2 separate regions of the Rattus norvegicus genome follow, and region 1 is linked to region 2. The links are chromatin contacts, called in public Hi-C maps. All regions are on one chromosome and are shown on one strand. The core of a region is the stretch at or near the end of the contact, and the rest is flanking DNA. Distances in the headings are between cores, read along the strand shown. Region 1 holds the start of C1qtnf9 (C1q and TNF related 9). Region 2 overlaps Spata13 (spermatogenesis associated 13).

Region 1 (3,426 bases), core at 528-3,027, 84 kb after region 2:
TAAATATTAAAAGCTGCCATCGCATCGTCCTTGCCTCCAACCCTCACTGCCCAGCCCGCTGCTCTGCACTCAATATCAGGGACTGGGGATGTAACTCTGAAACTATGGCCGGGTGAACTTCTGAGTCCCATGACCTTGTATCAAACGCAGAGCCCCCTGCAGGACCTTGCATGCCGATCCTCTTACAGGGAGTAGTTTGCCTACAGATCTCCCCCTCTCGCCCAGATCTCAGCTCCAAGCTGAGGCTGAAGACAGATTAAAACGGAAACAAATACAAACAGGCAAGAACCCAAGTAAAAGGACCAGTGTCTACAGAGGAAAGCACTGAGAATGTGCTTCTCGCAAAACCAGATGGTGCGCGCGCGCAGGCCTGTGCCCCAACCTGCTTGTGTGCTCAGGAATGCACCACCACCACAGGCTCAAGTGCACTGGGAGTTAAAGCCAAGGACTCTTATGTGCGACACGAGTGCTCTAGCACTGAGCTGTAGCCACACCCCAAATGTGCATGTTTGGCATGTTGCTGCTAATGCCACGTAATTTTAGTACCTCTATGTGGTACTGGGATGGAACTCGGGGCTTCGTGTGCGAGGCAACTTTTCCACAGCTGAGTCACATCCTCTCAGCTTTAATGTTTTGTTGTTTTTAGTGCGGTAAAAATAGATACATAAATCCAAACGTACCAGGTTAACCATTTTAACCCGTATGACTGAATAGCAATAAATACAGTCACATCAGTCAGCAACCATCGCCACCATTGACCCGCAGAGGTTTCATCTTTCACTGAACAGCGCCCCCTCCCGTCAGCTACAGGCACCTGCTGTATTGCTTGCTCCACGATTTGGATCACTTTGCATACGCACCAGATCTGTCTTTCAGTCCCAGATTGTCACCACCTAATGTCCTGGAGGGGGGCAGGATTTTCTGCTTTTCTGAGATCGGATGACATTCCACTGTATGTATATACCACGTATTCTATAATCACTCATCCACTGATGTGCATATGGGTTGCTCCCCCTAGTGGCTGCCAGGAGCATTGCCGCCAGGAACCCGAAGCATGTTTTGTTCTCGTTTTTTTGTTATTCCCAGGAATAGAATTGCTGGGTCAGGTGGCAATTTTATATGTCAATTATTTTATGTGACAATTATTATTTTAGGGTGATTTTTCATGTATACTGTGATCAAGTTTAGTCTTTACATTAGCCGCATGGGATAAGAAAACATTTTTTACGTGGCTTAAAAAAGTGGCTTGCTCAAATTGAAACAATAGACACAAGAGTCTCCTGACCTCTAAACTTGTCTTCCACACCCACTGACCATTAAAACCGGTCCCAACCACGTGTTACCACCCGAGAACAATGTCCCTTTCTCTTCTTTCTTTTTCTTTCTTCTTTTGCAACAATAGGGTCTCACTGCATAGCGGTATACTGTGCTGACCCGGAACTTGTGACTTTTTTCTCAGCCTTCTGAGTGCTGGGATTAGTCAGGTGCCATCGTGCCAGGCGTGTGGCAAGCTCCTTCTAGTCCAGCTTGGTCAGCGACCTGGTCTCTGGTTTTTTCCTGCCCTGCCTGTCTGACACAGTGCGATCTGGTTCAGGCCTTTGTCGTGGCAGAGAGAGGAGGCCATGTCACTCCTCAACACCTCTGCCCAGAGACCAAGGCCTGTCCCACTGCAGAAAGGAGAGGCCGTGTTCATGCCCAGCAACTACACCTGCACCCAGCGGCCATGCCCCTTCCGGTTTCTGTTTCCCTCTTTCAGTCCAGACCGTGTCGTCTGACCATGAGGATTTGGTGGCTTCTACTGGTTATGGACGCAGGGAGCGTATTCTCCCAGGACACCTGCCGGCAAGGGCACTCTGGCATCCCTGGGACTCCAGGTCACAATGGCCTACCCGGAAGAGACGGACGAGACGGTGCCAAGGGTGACAAAGGAGACACAGGTACCTGAGACTTGGCAGCTTCTTAGAGCCTTCTCTTATCCCTCAGCCACCCACTCGCCACCAGCGTATTGTTCCACCTGCCCTCACCCACCCATGTGCCCTGCAGGCACTTCTCAAAGCCCTGCTCTGCCACATGGCATTATGCCAGGTGCTGAATGAAGTGCAGGCCAAGGCCAGCAGCACCCTGCCCCCACAGGCTTCTCACCGCCAGGCGATGGCCGTTAACAAGTGTTTCTGCGGTCATGGGCATTTGAGTGGGATACTACAGGTGGGGTGCGTCGTTCCTGTCATGAGGCCAGTGGAGCAATCTAATGACTAAGTACAGTAGCAACCCCCACCCACAGGGAGAAGGCCCACCGTGGACGCCGATAGCCATAGGAAGCACAGAACCCTACTCATGTCTTGCTTCCTCCTGTATGTATGTGTATACATACATAGATATATGTACATACACACACACATATACACATATATATTCTACGATGATGTTTAATTTCTAAGGTAGGTAATGAATAAATAATCATTAATAATAAAACAGATTAAGTGCTACACATCTCTTAAGTTACCAGCATCAATGCTCTTACACTTAGAGAAATGTATTAAGTTACAGTTAAGGTTATGTGGCCATCAGCATTGTGAGACTGACTAGACCATTTGAATAACTGAGAGGGCTGCAATGACTGATGGGGGAGGGGTACCACATAGCTTCCCAGGAGCTGTGACCGTGGCATGTGTCACCATGTCTGGGTCTGTGCTTAGTTTCGAATGTATTAAGTTTTTTTTTATATGTAACTTTTTATTTATGTATGTTTTTAGTGTATGAGTGTTCTGTCTGCACGCACACCTGCATGCCAGAGGAGGGTATCAGACCCCTTTATAAATGGTCGTGAGCTGTACCATGTGGTTGCTGGGAATTGAACTCAGGACCTCTGGAACAGCAGCCAGTGCTCTTAACCACTGAGCCATCTCACCAACCCCGAATATATGAAGTTTTAATGTTTATTATAAGATATTTTGTACACACGAAGAGGAGAGGTGATTACTAGATAAATCAAAAGGAATATACTTAAACCTGTGATGCCAAATTTGTTTACCTCTCCCTTTGCAAATCTTTCTCCATCTTGCTTGGTTGTTATTCCCTTCCACTTCAGTTTTTCATTTTTTTAGACATTTAAATTTTTTTATGTGTATGGATGTTTTTTCCGCATGTGTATTTAGGTACCACATGCTTGTAGCCCTTAGAGACTAGAAGAGGGCATTGAATCTAGGTTCTCTGGAAGAGCAGCCAGTGCTCTTAACTGCTAAGCCATCTTTGCATCCTAATTCTCTCTCTCTCTCTCTCTCTCTCTCTCCATCACTTCCTCTTTTCCTCCCTCCCTCCCTCCCTCCCTCTGTCTCTCCATAGTGTTGCATATGTCCCAGCTGGCTTCATATGTGATATGTACCCAAAGACGAACTTGACCTCTTCATCCTCTTGCCTCTGTCTCTT
Region 2 (3,349 bases), core at 805-3,304:
GTGGATGATTGAGACTTCAGATCTCGCAGAATCTAAAATGTAGAATGCTTTTCTTTGACATGCGTACCCACCGTAAGTGTTCATCGTTTGAGTTGCCAGCATCTCTCCCTTTGTGCTTTGGTGCTGTCATTAAGTACAAAGATTACTTGAACTCAGCACTGCAGTGCCACTGACTCTGAGATGGCTACTGAATGACCAGTAGGAAAGAGTGTAGTGTATGTGGCGTGGGTAAGCCAGACAGAACGGTCATCTACATCCTACCCAGGACAGGAAAGGTTGGTGTAAAATGCAAAGAAAATCCTAGGAATCGCCTACTTTGGGAACATTCCTTTTAATGACTTTTGGGTCATTTGTCTGAACATAACTGGAACCATCGAAATGAATGGGGATGGGCGGCCTTTGACGGCAGTCCCCAGCCTCACTGACTCAGAGCATCAGATGTACTCTGAGGTGGTGTCTGTAGCCCAGTAAAGCTGGTCCATACTTTACGCCTGTAACATTTCTGGTTCTAATTGAAAATTGTCAGTTACAGCTGTTTTTAGAGATTTCTCATTACAAGTGGGGAGAAATATTTCACTGTGAAGTTCATTCACCCCGGAGTCCAGCTTGTGGGCAACTGGGTTTTACAATATTCCCATCTCGAATTCTTTCCTGTAGTCTCCTTCATAAGCATCTCTGGCAGAGGTCCCGTGATTTATAAGGCTTGCCATGAAGCCAGTAATTGAATTGCGGTCCTTGTTAGTTAATGGGGGTCAAAGCATCAGTTCTAAATAATGCAACTTGGTGTGCTGCTCGGAGATTCTGGGAAAGCTTTTGTCCCTTCCTGTGATTTTCGCTTTCCACTCTAACACAGTGAACAGCGATGGCCTTGTCCAGCTCGTGAACTAACAGTGAATGGTTAGTTTTCTAAACCTGTTCAGATGGAGTCTGAATGTAAATTTAAATGTCTTTAAAGTAAATGCTTACTAGTGTAATAAAAATGTAAGCGTCAACCCAGAAAAATAGTGACGAGCAGGGCCTCTAGTGCTACTGGAGTGGCTGAGGCAGGAGGACTGCTGTTCAGATACAAACTTAGTGAGACCCTGTGTCAAAGTAAAAGAGTAATAGGACAAATGACAATGAAACTGTATCATTGAAAAAGGGGGCCATGAGATAGCTCAGGGCTGGGATGCTTGTCTAGCATGTGTGAAGCCTCTAAAGTTAATCACCAGTTAAAACGAAGGAAAAATACAAAGGGAAAAATACAGAAGTGATGACCTGTCACCTAAATAATGATACAGTCTTGTATCAAGGTAATAATCTTGAATAAGTCTAAGCGTGCAATCTCCTGGTTCTCAAACCTTAACAGCCCATAGATTTGTTCACATTACCACAGTATCATTGTACTTTGGTAATACATGTAAGGCGCCTGCCCCACGGAAACCCATGATAAGGATTTTCTTATTCACTTTAGTGTTACGGAGAATGGGAAATGCTCCTTGGAAGTCATGGCTAGAGAAAGGGACCCCTGCAATTGGTCTTGCAATGATTAGGTTTTATACACAGGGCGTGTAGACATCTGGCCCTATTTCCCATGATTCTCAGCACTCATTGCATTGGGCCACCCCTCCCAGTTTGTTCCAGTTTGTTCTGGACCGCCTCACCCCCCCCACACTCCCCCCACCCCCACCCCTGGCTCTTGCCTGAGAGTAGAGCCTGGTCACCTTCATTCACCTCCTCCCAGGCAGACCGTGTTCCCAACTGCCCTTTCCTCATGCCAACTTCCTCTCACCATCCTGAACTCCTCATGGGGCCTGGCCTGCTGCTCGCCCCTCTGGAGGATCATGGCATCATGAGTTGATTGGTAGGAGCCTCTTAGTTCATAGATGGCATGCAGCACAGGTGGTTGAGATGGATTGCTGAGATTGTGTGGCAGAAGTAGGTTTAGCATCGAGGCATAGCCCCATGACTTCCAAGGAGCATTTCCAAACATCCCAACATGCTTCTTTGTATCGCTTGAGCCTCCAGGGTCCCCTTAACACAAGGGTTGTCCTGGGCTAAAAAGGTCTTGTGGTGCCCTCTACTGGTGTCACTAACTCTAAGGCCGGAACCCTGCCTTCCCCTGTGTGACGGGCACAAGTCCATTATTACTATTCTGCTTGCAGTCAGTGCTTGCCTGCGAACTGGGCGTGGATACTTCACTCTAGGACTCCAAAGTGTATGGAAGTAAGCACACTCCCACATTGCTGAGGACAGACAGACAACCTAACTGTTGGCCCCTTTCACCTCTCAGACAGAATGAAGTCTCAGCTCCTGTGGCTTACTCAGATGCAACCCACAGCCCCTCCCCACCCCCACACCTCTCAGACACTGTCTTCTCCATTAGATTTGTGCACCATAGAGGCCACAGTAGGCCATCATCAGTCTTGCTGTTAGTAAAGTGCTGACAGGCTAAGTCAGTAGAGACTCCCACATCCTGGGTGGCATCAATCCATTATCCGTTTTCCCCTGGCTCTCCCTGACAATCCTTCCTCATTGGGCATGATCAGGGCCAAAGGGAAAGGGAAGCAGTGCGGGAGAGCAGGTAAAGCAGACTGCTTCTTCACATAGCTCAAATCCAGCTTGAGAAAAAGGTAAGCTAAGTAAAATGGAGCCCCGGGTTCTCTACAGTTCCCTCCTCCTGCCTTCACTGCTTTTGGAGGTAAAGGCCTTGACTAGAATCTAAAACCAGCTGGGATTTGATTTCTCTAGGTGCTGGGATTGGAGTCATGTGCCCAGAGGACAGAGCCCAGCTGTGCCTCTGTGCCTCCAGGCACTGGTTTACTGTACCATTCAGAGAGGACCAGCTGCAGGACCTCTAGACAAATGCCCTCACCTGCCCACTCGGCCATGCAGCTGTCTGTAAAGCAGAGTGCATTCTGATAGCCTCAGATGTCTGTGAATGCTCAGTGATGCTGTATTTATATCTGCACCTCACCATAGCCAACAGCCTAGAAATGTAAGCATTGTCTGACCGATGGCCTCTTGTGGTCTCATAATCTGAACCTCAATTCTTAATTTATTTATTGGGAATAAAAGGGCCATGACATTGAAGTCTAGTTCAGCCTTGACTGATGGGAAAGGTTAAAGATGCAGTGTTCTCATTTTGGGGGCGTAGGTAGTGCTGTGGGGAGGCTTGGGCAAAGGCAGGAGGACTGGGTACCAGTGTGTATAGAGGATGGAGGGTATTTTATTCATATGCCTGAGTCTTGACTTTCTAAGAATCCCATGTGTTTCCTCACATCACTCTGTGGACAGGTACAACTTTCGGGCTGTCTTCTACCACGACCTTTCCTCAGGCCTCTCTGGCTTGGTGTGTTGGGCTGTGAGT

Evidence for each region. A called contact is a pair of places that touch in the nucleus more often than the background predicts.
Region 1: a contact with region 2 is called in a Hi-C map of Schwann cells, with 6 times the contacts expected there. The contact joins the promoter of C1qtnf9 here to the enhancer-like site in region 2. A contact is called at or near these places in 2 of 12 Hi-C or Micro-C datasets (the Rat2 cell line and Schwann cells).

Annotation. Positions count from the first base shown.
Region 1 is chr15:39,089,662-39,093,087 of GRCr8, forward strand. C1qtnf9 (C1q and TNF related 9) reads left to right here and starts at 1,778. Exons shown (of 3, transcript NM_001191891.1): 1 at 1,778-1,937. The coding sequence starts at 1,778.
Region 2 is chr15:39,005,232-39,008,580 of GRCr8, forward strand. The region is part of intron 1 of Spata13 (spermatogenesis associated 13); the gene reads left to right. Among named protein-coding and RNA genes, the nearest start is that of Spata13, 52 kb to the left of the region's middle. Within about 2 kb of position 2,055, at least 10 of the 93 cell types and tissues checked have an H3K27ac peak or open chromatin away from gene starts, as enhancers often do. A contact at or near this core is called in Schwann cells, where this site is marked.